2 separate regions of the Rattus norvegicus genome follow, and region 2 is linked to region 1. A link is a contact called in public Hi-C data. All regions are on one chromosome and are shown on one strand. Each heading gives the region's core, a stretch centred on a gene start, on an enhancer-like site or on the middle of the called end of the contact. The rest is flanking DNA. Distances are from core to core; before and after follow the strand shown.

Region 1 (6,648 bases), core at 1,863-4,362:
AATTACATGTATCTGCTTTGCGTGAGAAATACATCTTAACATTAACGACATACGAGTCTTAGAAAAATAGCATGGACCAAGAGTAATCAAATGGAAGCAGGATGCAAGCAGGCATCACCAACATAATATCTGTCAAAATACACTTCAAATTAAAACTAATCAGGGAAGGTGAAGGCCTGCTTCATCCTAATCAAGGAAATAGTTAATCAAAAGGGGAGCTACCTTTTGCTACCACTCCTAAACTCCAGGAACAGACCATGCTACCAGAGAATATTGGATCTGCAGATGAACAACACAGACACACACAGTTGTTCAATTTCAACTTGCCTTTTTGGCACAATTGCTGGGCACTATCTATCTCCCACCTGGAGAAGTATGCCCTTATCAAGAAGTATGCTCTTAGCACCTCTCCACAGACTCTCGACTTTAGTTGCTCAGTTACATCTAGTTCCAGCTAAACATTCCCAACTGCCTGTAGCTCTGCTTTGTCTGTCTCTCACCTGCTTGACCCAGCCCTACAATTGACCCACGGCTTCTTTATTGACAGATAAAGAATCAATTTGGGAACAATTAGGGGACTTTAGCCTCAAAATGTTACTATCTAAAGATATATGCACCAAATTTTAGTGGACCTAATTTCATAAAAATAGACTGCTGGATTTAAATTGTGTGTGCATGTATGCATTTGTGCATGCATGTATGTATGTATGTTTTATATAACCATAATGCACACAATATTTACATAACAGTTACATAACAATAACAGAAGCCAGAAATTTGAAACAGAATGGTCAGGGGCATGATTAATATCAACCCATTAATTGTAGGTGATTTTACTGCCCCATTTCCTTTAATAGACAGATGATGTAGACAATTAAATGAACAACCAATAGCAAAAATTACTTTAATAAAGAACAATATCTCCTAGACATAATGGAGAAGCTGTACCCAAAAATAATCTCAACAAATAGTATAATTGCTTAAATAAAACCTGCATAATGACCATACCAGTCAGCATGGATGACCGTTTACAAGGTTCAAACCGTCAATGAACAGCTACAAGCAGTCAGTGGCTGTTTCTCTCTCCCTCCTCCCTCCCTCCCTCCCTCTCTCTCTCTCTCTCTCTCTCTCTCTCTTCAATATTTATCATTAATCTTTTTTTACACTCCAGTCATTATGCCCCTCCAAGGCTGCCCTCCAACATTTCCTCATCCCATTCCTTTTCCCACCTGTCTCCAAGATGTCCCCACCCCACCTCCACAGCCCACTCTACCAGGCCTACCCACTCCCTGGGGCCTCAAGTCTTTTGAAGGTTAGGCGCATCTTTTCTCACTAAGGCCAGACCAGGCAGGTTATCCAATCCCAAATTTTCGGCCCCGAGCACATGTAATAGAAGCAACAATAAATTGAATCAGTGTAGGTGTATACATATGTGTGTGTGTGTGTGTGTGTGTGTGTGTGTGTGTGTGTACGTGTCTGTCTGTGTGATAATGAATGCATATGTATTATGTATGTATATAAGTCTATATGCATGCTTATGTAACAATAAAGGCCAAGAATTAGAAAGAGAATGGGGGAGGGGCCATGAGAAGACTTGTAGGGGAAGGAGTGATGGAAAGAATGTAAACAATATTCATATATGAAAGTCTCAAAAAGTTTTAAAATTATAGTAGAAGCCCTAGTAACCTAATGCATTTATTTATACATGTTTCTCTAGCTCCCTTTACATTTTGAACTTCCTGAACATGAGTCAATACTTTAGGAGAGAAACAAGATTCCCATTTCCCTTACCCTTACACCTTCTTTCCTTCTGCCAATAAGGCCAGGCACAGGGTGACAGAATCATCAATCTACACTCTCTATGTCCACCGGGAGGAGAGAGATGGCTTTTGGAAAAAAAAAATTGGACTTGTCTGAAGGGACACATAGTGAAGTCACTCTTGGAAGGTGTCTAAGCACAAGGAAACCCGAGGAATCCCTGCTTAGAGCTGGCTCCTTCAAAGCAGAAAATGAGCTTCAGTTGTAATCTTCTGGGGATTACAGAACTTTGGAATTCTGATGAGACAGACTCTCAGTCTAAATCTCCCTTGTAAAAAGAGGAAACTGTGTGGGATAGCAGTGTGTGTGTGCTTTAGGGCTTGGTACCAAGTGCCAATTGCTCTTCACAAGATAAATCTCCCTTGGCCTTTGTCAGAGCTCAATCTGCCTATGAGTTTTCCTGGACTCTATCCCCAAAAGCACCATCTGCTAGTGATTGTCCTACCATCTGACCATTTACCCTTTGTCAACTGTCCTCCTCTGGGCAACCGCACTACCAGTTGGAGTCTACCCATTGTCCATTTTGGAAAAACTGAGTCTGAAGAGCAACAAAGCAGAAGAGGGGGAGGATGGAAACAATGTACTTTGCAAGGATCCGAGGCCAAGATGTGATGTGGGAAGGCCTGGAGTCTTTGCTCAGAACCTGGGGTGGGAGCATGTGGCCAAGCCAGAGCCATATTGTGTCCCAGGCAGCCTGATGGCTCCACAAATAATATTGATGCCTTTTGTTTGGAAACTTTTGTGGCAGCTTCCCACTTTCCAACAAGCCGTGGTAAATGCTGGGCCCTCCCCAAACCACTTTGCCTTTTGCATGGTTTCTGGCCAACTGTGCAGGCAGATGAGGCCCCTCGATGCTAATGAGGGAAAGGGCTGGCATTCCTGAGGCACCCAGCTCTGGGAAGCCCGCCTTTGTTGCTAAGGAGCATTGGAACTGTAGCTGAAAGGCTCCTAAAGACAGGGAGGACAGGGAGAGAAGAAAGGCACGCACTTGTTTCCAGAAGTTCACAGTTCTCTAGATGGCACCAAAGCTCTCCAGTTTCTGATCCCAATTAGAGCATCACCCCCTCCTTACTGTTCTCTTAATCATCATGGGAAATTCTTCAGAAGAGTTAGAAAACATTTAGCAAACTCTGGACTCTCCTCTCTCTTCTTATGTTTTCGCTTTTGTGAACATCTCACACCCAGGTGGCGGGAGAAGGCTTTGTTACTTGCTCAGAGGGGTATGGAGCTGAGAGAAAGCAGCTGGGGTTTGCTAATGTTCCTGTGTGGGCTCCATTCAGTAGGTGTTCACCAGTGACCCACATGATGAAGGATCTGGGCTTTGGTGCTGGTGAAAAAGTTGAAGAGGCTTTGCTTGGATTTGCTGCCAGGCCTGCTGAAGAATCAGACCATTCACATGGCAATGCTGTACGAGTTGTTTGCTGCCAGCGCAGCCTGCATAACATTGTTGGGCTTGGAGTTTACACAAGTTTTCCACTCCTGGCTCAGTCAGTCTCACTAGGCCTGTTAGACCCAATGTGATTTCAGCGGTATCCCGAGCTTCAGTTTTTTCAACCGTAGAATGGATATAATAATGCCAACCTATTTTGTAAAGTTGGGAGAAGCAATTACAGGCAGGAGGGTAATGTAAAAGGCAGTTTCTGCTGATCAGGAAAGCACTCTGAAAATGAGTCAAATGCTAGTTTCAGTATCTGGAAAAGACCTAGGAAAAGACAATAATTAGGCCTGTTGTGAAGGGAAATACTGTATAAAAATAGAGGATACTTGTTTCCTCTGTGGCACTTCTCTGTGGCATGCAAGATACACTGCTAAGCCTTTGATGCAGTATCTCATTTAATATGAATGGAAGGGTTTTGCTCTGGTAAAACGTAATTGCTCAAGGCTATATGGTGTGAGAAAGTCTGCTCTTGCTGAGAAAATGCCTCTATCCTTTACTCTCCCCGTCTTTACACTTTGTGGTTCTTGGAAAGTTAGGGCATACAACACACACACACACACACACACACACACACACACACACACACACACACAGCATCATCTCTAAGAAGCTTACTGCATAATGTTGCCCACTTAGGAATGTCCTGCTTTAGGAAGTTTATCAATCAAGAGACACTGGCCTTTACTCTTCTATCTTTATTAGAACTCCCCAGTGACACACAGCGCACATTCAACAAGACACTATCTGAAAAATCATAGAGAATAGCAAATGCCACGATGACAATCTGAAGCATAATAACGTCATAACATATTACTATTGATGTCAATATGTTTGTTTCATAGCAGACCTCATATAACCTCTACTGTCATATTGTTACCTTAATAAATAATCTTCTCTATGAATTTAAGTTTTATTTCCTTAATTTTTACTCAGACAAAAGTAATGAGTAATTACTCTCATAATACACGCACATGCAAACAGACAAGCATAAAGACAACCCCCAGGCCAAGATTTTCTTCTTGGCTAAATTCTAACCATCCTGTGATCATGTAGTCTGAGTTCATGTGGCCTGACCCTAATTTTGTTGAACATTGACTACAAGTTCCCATTTCCCTTTGCCATATTGAAGTTGGTCCAGTATCTCTCCTCTAGGGTATAAATCTCTCAAAGTAGTCCCTATGCTACCATCATAGTTATAAGTAAAGTCTGTTTTATTGTTCTTTTTAAAATAATGTATGCTTTATTAATTCTTTGAGAATTTCATACAACAAATTTTGATCAGATTTACCCACATTTCTTCACTGATCCATCTTTTCCCCATAATCTCCCACTTCCTGTCTCCCTTTGTTTCAAAACAAACACACATACACACAAGTATACACACACATATATACTACACACACATATACACATATACATGCATTCACACAAACACACAAACACACAAATATGCACACCACACACATGCATATACACACATGTACACACACACATATACACAGACACAAATACGCACATACGTACACGCATACACACACATACACACTCATACACACAGGCACACATATATGTATATACAAACACAATACACACACACACACACACACACACACACACACACATATATATATATATGCACATACACACATGTAGGGAGCGGCACGGCAAAACAAAGATGGCGCCAACAGCCAGCCCTGTCTGAATGTAAACAACTTTCCACACATGCGCAGGCTTGTCCCCTCGTCAGGGCAGCTGTATGATCCGGCGCCCTCCTGTGGTGAACAATAGTACTGCACATGCGCGGGTTTTGTACCTGGTGTCAGTTGGCCAGTAATATGCTAATGAGGGGGTGGTACCATGCTGGTGAGGTGATTCGTTCTCCGCCAATCCCTGGAGGACAAGTAGTGGGGTGATAGTGGGGTGACCCGTGCCCCACCAATCCCTGAGAGATTATTAGCCTACTGTTGTGTATATAAGGCGAGCACTCTTGCTGTTTGATGTTCCCTGTCCCTGTTCAAGAGAGCTGTACAGTAAAGGTTTGTTCGCAGAAGAATCCTGTTGCCACGAGTCGTTCTTGCTGGCGAGACGTTGGGCGCACGACACACACACATACACTTACACACATATACACACATACACACAATCTTAGGGGTAAAGCTGTGAATGATTCAAAAGAAATTGCTACTTGTACCTAGAATAAGAAAATGTATTTCAAAATTTGTTTTGGTATGGTAATGGCCCGATTCTCCTGTTTATCTACACAGGCCATTTGTTCAGTTCTTTTTCTTTTTGAGATTTCCTGAGAGTTTATGTCTCATGCATACAAAGAGTTGTAAAAATGGCATTGCTTCCAGTGTTTATCACACTCTTACAAAGCAGTCCAATTACTTCCTTCTTATAGACAAAGAAACAAGTTCAGGGGGATTAAGTCACTGCCAAATCTACTGCGTAGTGAATGGAGTTTAGCTGTTTTGAGCCTGTTCCTTTTATAGTCTTGGTATAATCTGGATGGTGAGAGTAGAAAGGGGGTTGTGATCTGGTCATGGTGTTCCTCCATATAAAAATATCCATTTGGCCCAAACAAAAGGAAACACTGGTTAGAGTCACAAAGCTCTGGGAACACCTGCTACATTGCAGCGTCGTCTGTAAATAGAGCCCTGTCCATTTACATCAGCTGGTTACTGAGGCTGCTAGATCAAGAGCTCTATTGGATGTTGGCTAGAAAAGCCTGAATGAGGGAAAATCTTTGCTGCTGAAGATTCTGACTGAGTTCATTAATTTCACATCAGGTTTAGAGTTCTCTGCACCCCAGCTGCCTCTCTAGTCTGTCTGCCCAGAGATAAAGGGTAGACCTTGATCTATGGCTCCCCAGAAAGCTACCTCTTTCTGGCAAATGACTAGTACAGCCACAATTTTTATACTCTCTATTTTTCTGAGCCTGTCTGTTTATCTGTGAAATGGACCCATGAGACATCTTACTGAGATATGAAAGTTGGGGAAATAAAGTGCCAAGTTTCTGATACTTAATAGTCGTATTGAACTATTAATCCTAAAGCCTTCATTTTCTTTACTTGTTTCCTTGTCAGGAGGAGAAAGCCATGTCTATTCTTACTCTGTTGACTTACCAAGGAGGTCTAGTGGTTCCAGAAGGTAAGTTGTTCAACATTAATGTTTATTTTTCTGAATCTAGGTGTTTTTGCTTTTGTTCTTGAAGGTTTGTTCGTGAGGTGCTGTCCTAACACACCACACTATAAAACGGACAATATGGCCCACTCAGAAGCTACTTTGTTTGATTGTTGCCTGACGTGACCTAATTCATTCATCTTATCTTCTATACTATCCATGTTCAGCATCCAGTTTAAGGTTCATTAACATGGGTCCTGGGATCATCT
Region 2 (6,648 bases), core at 2,659-5,158, 83 kb after region 1:
AAGTGGCACAATCACAAACCAGAGTCATCGCCATTGCACTGGAGAGCTAATACTTACTCCTCAGAGTACGTTTATAAACTGCAAAGTGTGATAGTAGAGGCAGAGGTAAAGTGACAAGAAAATCCCCAGAATTTACTACACAGCAGAAAGCTTCCTCTGCTATGGATCGTCAGGAAAGTTACTTGCTTATATGTTTCAAAATATTTAAACAGAATCAATACTTAGACGGAACCTACCCCTCCACCACCTCATACGTTGACCAACCCGCTTTCCCTCCAGGTGACAGTCTTAGGAACTGAGGCTCTCGAGAAGGAGCTGGCGGCTTTAGATGCCCAATTGACTAAGTTATAACAAGCCAGAGCTCTGACTCTGAAGCCAGAAGCTCTGGGTTCAAGTGTCACTCTGCCACATCCATGACCATTTGTACTTAATATTAAAATATGCCAGTAGTGGATATTAGTCATTATTCCTTCATTTTGTAGAATGGCATTTGTTATTATACAGCAATATTTACTAAGTAAACTACTCTCCAGAAAGTTGTATATTCTCTCCAACACAGTAATAATTTTTAGAGTAAGAAATGTTTTACCCACTGAAGGAAACAGTGACAGGGAGAAATTAAACACTTTGTACAAGATGGAGGTTGGACTGACTTCTCATTGTACGACCATAGTCTTTCATCCTTGGGAAGATCAAATACACATGTAACACGTGGGCATTGTACATTATGGGTCTGGGTGTATCTTACAGTCTCTGTGATGGTCCCTGCTGTTGTCACTCACAACCTCTGACTGCAGTCTGGCTGTCATACTTGATACATGAATACTTGAGGAGAGCAAGAAAGCTGTATCTATTTCCTAAGACTACTTAAGTGTCTGAATGAAGGACCTGTGTGTATATTCAGGAGTTTTTTCAATGCCTAAAATCCCTACCACTCATCAATAAACATAACTTTTTGTGGGAGAAACACACTGTGGTCCAGAAAAGGGATGTTTCATGGTAGCACTTCCAAGTGGTCTGAATTGAAATGTGCAGAGAGATATGCATATTGCACATGTGAGTAAAATAATCTATCGGGTTACTCAGGACAAAATAAATCTCATATGCCAATATATATTACATCTCAGTGCTTAATAGAAATGATAGTCAAGCCTGCAAGATGGCTCAGCACATAAAGGTCTGAGGATGTTAGTCCAATCCCTAGGAACCATACAGTGAAAGAAGGGAACTGACTTTCAGAAGTTGTTCTCTGAAATACACACACACACACACACACACACACACACACACACACACACACACACACACACACACACGTGCATAGTGAACATAATAGTAAAAGTGAATGAAAGTCAAGTTTTCATTCACACTGCAGGCATTTCTCTAGGACAATTATTCTTGATGTGTGGTTCAAATGTCTGGTCCAAGTAGACTGCGTGGCATCTTCTCTCATGTTTCCTTGACATCTGTAGAAAGAGGAAAAAATGTTGAAGTGTTACCTAACTTAAGAAATATTGTTTGTTTTATAAAAACCGTATGCATTATTTCTGCTTGCAGCACAAGTGGTTAATATGAGAAAATCTTGCCTCCCTAATGACCAAGGAGGAAAGTTGATGCATGTAGCTGGACAGAGAGAAGTGTCTAATGAAAAGTTCCCTTGTCTGCCATACTCCAGTTGTATACAAGTCACTATGGTTCTGAACTTCTGAACAAGTTTGTGTTTGCAAACAGAATGTAGATATGTAAGATTTCCAAGAGGCTCTTAACAGGACTTTTCCGTCTGTTGCCTTTACTACTTTCAAATGAAGGAAATGTTGTTTACTGTTTATATCTACTCACAGCACATATTGAAAGAAAGTTACCTACTTATATCTGTAACCTGACTGCTATTATATCTAGAGGGGTGTAAATTGGTGTGCATTGCATGTGATGTGGGCTTTGCTGACACACAGCTTGACGTCTCCTTTGGATTCAGCTGAAAGCTTCATCCTTAGCCATGACCAACCAGCTTTCTTGTCACAACATGCTGGGAGAGGATACAATGCTTGGAAAATAAAGGAGTTGTGTACAACATGAACCCACATTCACATGTACATAGCCTCTGCTGTCTGATAGTTTGCTATACTACTTCAAAGTACTTTCATCATCTATGTGATAAAACGAAGTTTACATGCTTTAACCAAAGTTCCTGGACTCTGGGGTCAGAAAATATGTTCTAGGAATCCAATTCTATGAGTTAATAGCACTGTGATCTTGAGTCTCAGTTTCTTTATTCTTAAGTTGCCATTGAGAACAATGGCATTGTTGTAAAACATGTTAGCTAAACTTGAGAATCTGGTGTGTGCCCGGTGTTTTACACATATTTGACTTTCTTGCTTATATACTTCAGCCTTTCTCTATCTCTTCTCCTTCCTCTCTCTTTCCCTTTCTCTTACTGGTGGTAGGGGACTGTGTTGTTGACACAATTCAAAGCACTGGCATAAGAACTTAACCATACTTACAAAAGTAGCAAGAAAACTTTATGTAAAAAGAGCAATAGTACAGGTCAGAAATATGCTGCCATGACGGAAAGTTGGGCCACATAAATGAAAATCCTCAAAGATCCTGATAGTTGTTCTTAACTCCTTTTTATGGGATTCAAGAGGTTGGATTTTTCTGATAGAAGATTATCATTTTCTATAGTGCATGTCCTTCCCATAATGCATCTGATTATAATCATATGCAAACCCAATTATTCATAGGGATAAGACGATAAATAGGAGGTGTATGTAAATGGAATTATAAATTCTTGCTAGCCCACATAAAAGACACACACTTCAAGTATTTTATTTATAAACTGTAAGCCTAGATCAGGCAGATTTTGGAGCTATTCTAACTTAATCCCAACCATATGTCCCTTGTTACTTGCTGTTTCTCCTGGTTATGAGTTCATTGTCCACCTCCTAGCACGTCAGCTTTCTCATGTCTCCCTGTCCTTTCTTTTTCCTGCCTTTACCTGCAACCCAGGCCAGTTAACTGAAAACTTGCCTACCTCTATCTATTGTCTAAGCCTAGGGTTTAACCTTTTATTGACCAGTTACCTTGGGGAGCAATGTGACTTAGAATCACTTGGTATATGTGAAGATCTCATTGGGGTCAACCAGATCTTGGGGTACAAAATTTAGCATTTAAATATGAGCAGCATCAAAGCAACATCCTACAAGGTCTCCTTAAAAGTTCACATGAAGACTCAGTTCTGTCTTACTTTATGCTTACCCAAAATCAGTTCAGGTTGGTTGGCTTTGGATATATTGGGAATATATTGGAGAAGAAACTGTCAAAGTTTGATTTTTGTTAGGGAAAAAATTCTATTATGTTTTTCAGAGAGGAATGTAGTTATAGCCCAGTGGAGGTAGGGTCCAAGGTTATTCGGTGAGTTGTTAGAAAAGAAATATGTGTGTAGAATGCAGGCAGGTAAAGGAGTTTGACCATTAAGTGCATGATTAGAAGATGGGATGTGCATTAATGTGCCTTATGCTCGCCTACCTTCCTCCTTCCCCTTTTCACCTATTACATATATAATCTGCCAGTTTTCAGCACATGAAAGGAAAATATAGTTTGTTCAGTTTGGAAGAAGTGGAAGAGGAGATTCCAGTCTGATTATAACCTGGGATTTACATAAACCTTCTGAACTAAACTGACATGTAACCCTTATGGTGTGAGTTCAGGAGAGGGTTTATTTTTTTTTCCTGTCATAGGTGGGAAAGAGTTGTAGAGAGAAAAGAACAGAGTAGCTTTATATGAGTTGGACTAAAGCTGAAGTAGGAAAAAATTGTTTATCTAAAATCTAGGTCTCAGGCACCCCAGTCTACACATTGCTAAGGAATGATTATGGAAAATATGTGGGAGACCGTGAAATACAGAAACACATGCAATATTTGTTTAGACAGCAGGTGATCATCACTCAACGGAGAAGTGATGGGAGATCTTCTACATTGGCATGAGGCCCAGTGTGACCTCCACATAGTGAGGGTCCAAAGAAAGGCAGCGTTGTGGTCATCTCCCAAGAGAGATGTATTTAAGTTCTCTAGACAGCAACATTCTTGGCAGGTAATATTCTTCTTGATATTCCCCTCATCTGAGACTGGCAAGACAGTAATATCCTCGAGTTGTTTTCTTGATATCCTAAATAGAGAAGGAGAAAAATCTACAATGAAGTGTTGGTGAGAATGAGCAGAATACCTAGCAGGATAGCTTGGACTATATAAGAGGAAATGTCTGTTCTATCAGATGCATCCATTCTAATTGAGGACTTGCTATGAAGGCCCTCAGAAACTGTTGGTAGAAAGGAAATAAAAGATGCATAGTTGTCTCTGTTGTCTGGGTGAGGCCTTATTATTGCATTTGAGACAGTACTGGCATTCTTCATTTTAATGGACTGTCCAGAGCACTGCAGACCATTTAGAATTCCTAGTTCCTAGGAACTAGCATCCAGAAGTGTGAAGCATTTGTTGTAGTACTTCAATTACTGATCAAAGGACTCTCAGCATTGCCGTGTTGGCCGAGGGCCAGTGTTTCTATGGGGACCCATGCAGTTTCTGCAGAACAGATCCTTTCTATTTGTGTGCCCATGTGACTGAGGTTTTCTTTTTCTTTGGTGCTTAGTGCCCTAGGCATCTCCCAGGCAAGAGACCCACTTAACAATCCATCATTCTTGCTGGGACAATCAGACTTCCCAAGTAATTTCTGTATTTTCTTGAGAGATTGGACTTTGCTCTTCAGTACCACCAATGACTTGGTCCCTGCTCAATAAATACTAAAGATTACAATTCTGATAAAAAAATAGATCCTTCTGATCTCCCTAAAAGTGAGTTCATGCCAGGGGTATGGTCTAGACTAAAGAACAGACTTCTATGAGCTATGGTTTTAGCGAAGAGATTCTTGGCTCAGAGATACAAGCTTCTGCAGAATAAAATACCAAAGGGGGATTTTTTTCTCCATCTTTATTAACTTGGGTATTTCTTATTTACATTTCGATCTTTATTCCCTTTCCTGGTTTCTGGGCCAACATTCCCCTAACCCCAACCCCTCCCCTTCCGTATGGGTGTTCCCCTCCCCATCCTCCCCCATTACCACCCTCCCCACAACAATCATGTTCACTGGGGCTTCAGTCTTGGCAGGACCAAGGGCTTCTCCTTCCACTGGTGTCCTTACTAGGCTATTCATTGCTACCTATGAGGTTGGAGCCCAGGGTCAGTCCATGTATAGTCTTTGGGTAGTGGCTTAGTCCCTGGAAGCTCTGGTTGCTTGGCATTGTTGTTCATATGTGGTCTTGAGCCCCTTCAAGCTCTTCCAGTCCTTTCTCTAATTCCTTCATTTCAGTGGTTTGCTGCTGGTATTCACCTATGTATTTGCTGTATTCTGGCTGTGTCTCTCAGGAGAGATCTACATCCTGTTCCTGTCGGCCTGTGCTTCTTTGCTTCATCCATCTTATCTAGTTTGGTGGCTGTATATGTATGAGCCACATGTGGGGCAGGTTCTGAATGGGTGTTCCTTCTGCCTCTGTTCTACACTTTTCCTCCGTATTCCCTCCCAAGGGTATATTTGTCAAATGTAGATATTACTTTTCATGTTACGTTGACAAAATGCCTAACTGAAACAATTTAAGGAAGGAAGAAAGGCTTTATTTTGGCTCTCAGTTTGAGGATAGTATCTGCGATGATAAACATAATATCATGACTACAAGATTTGTGACAGATGGCCTCATTTCGTCAGCAGTCCTAAAACAGAGAAGTGAATGCAGGTCAGTGTTTTTCACCTGTAACTTGCTGCTAGAATAACGCTAGCCCACGTTTAACATTTGTCTTCTCACCTCAAAAAACCTACACTAGAAACTCCCCCATAGAAATGCTCATAGGTTTATCTGTAGTCTGGTTGTAGATTCTTTTATGTGGGCAGACAATATTAATCATCATACCACATTCCCTGATAAGCATTAAGTGCTCTTCCTCCTGGGAGACAATGACTATGCAGGGGGTTGAAAAGGATATGAGAGGCGGGGAGCTTTCTCTCCATGATGTGGAAAACAAGATAGGCTAAAGACAAAAACAATTACCCCTTTAATGCATTATATCTTGCTTCATTGACCATCGGGATTGTTTATTTTCTATTTTATCATAAGTCAGGTGATCTTAGAAAAGTAAGAATCTTACCTTGGCTACTCTGTACATTAGAGAGCCTGAATTTGAACTGGACTTGACTTCAGTCTTATGTCTGCACTGCATATGGGTATTTTTGTATATTTACTTATGTATATATATATATAACTCTGTATATGTGGCATATTACATATAAATATGCCTTGCCTGTCCATGAATGAGTATGGACATCTAGATGGAGCTCTTATTTTCAATTTCCTTCAAGGTTTCCCTCTCTGCAATGGAGATTGAGACAATTTCATGTCACAGACTCTTTAATAAGATTTTGGTTGCTTAATTCCAAATACACACTCCATGTACCGTTTAATATTTGTTTATATTATATTAACAGGGCTGCCGTAACAATGTCCTGCAAGGCATGTGGCATAAACAAAAAATTTTGTTTCAGTTCTGGAAGCTTGAAATCTGCGTTCAAGGCATGGACTTGGTTATCCATTCTCCATCCTACAAA

Evidence for each region. A called contact is a pair of places that touch in the nucleus more often than the background predicts.
Region 2: a Hi-C map of frontal cortex shows a contact between it and region 1, with 3 times the contacts expected there. The contact joins two enhancer-like sites. A contact is called at or near these places in 1 of 12 Hi-C or Micro-C datasets (frontal cortex) and 1 of 1 datasets of contacts at active chromatin or transcription factors (oligodendrocytes).

The regions. Positions count from the first base shown.
Region 1 is chr5:116,450,854-116,457,501 of GRCr8, forward strand. No RefSeq gene overlaps it. Among named protein-coding and RNA genes, the nearest start is that of C5h1orf87, 73 kb to the right of the region's middle. Within about 2 kb of position 3,113, at least 39 of the 93 cell types and tissues checked have an H3K27ac peak or open chromatin away from gene starts, as enhancers often do.
Region 2 is chr5:116,532,678-116,539,325 of GRCr8, forward strand. No RefSeq gene overlaps it. Among named protein-coding and RNA genes, the nearest start is that of C5h1orf87, 8.8 kb to the left of the region's middle. Within about 2 kb of position 3,909, at least 17 of the 93 cell types and tissues checked have an H3K27ac peak or open chromatin away from gene starts, as enhancers often do.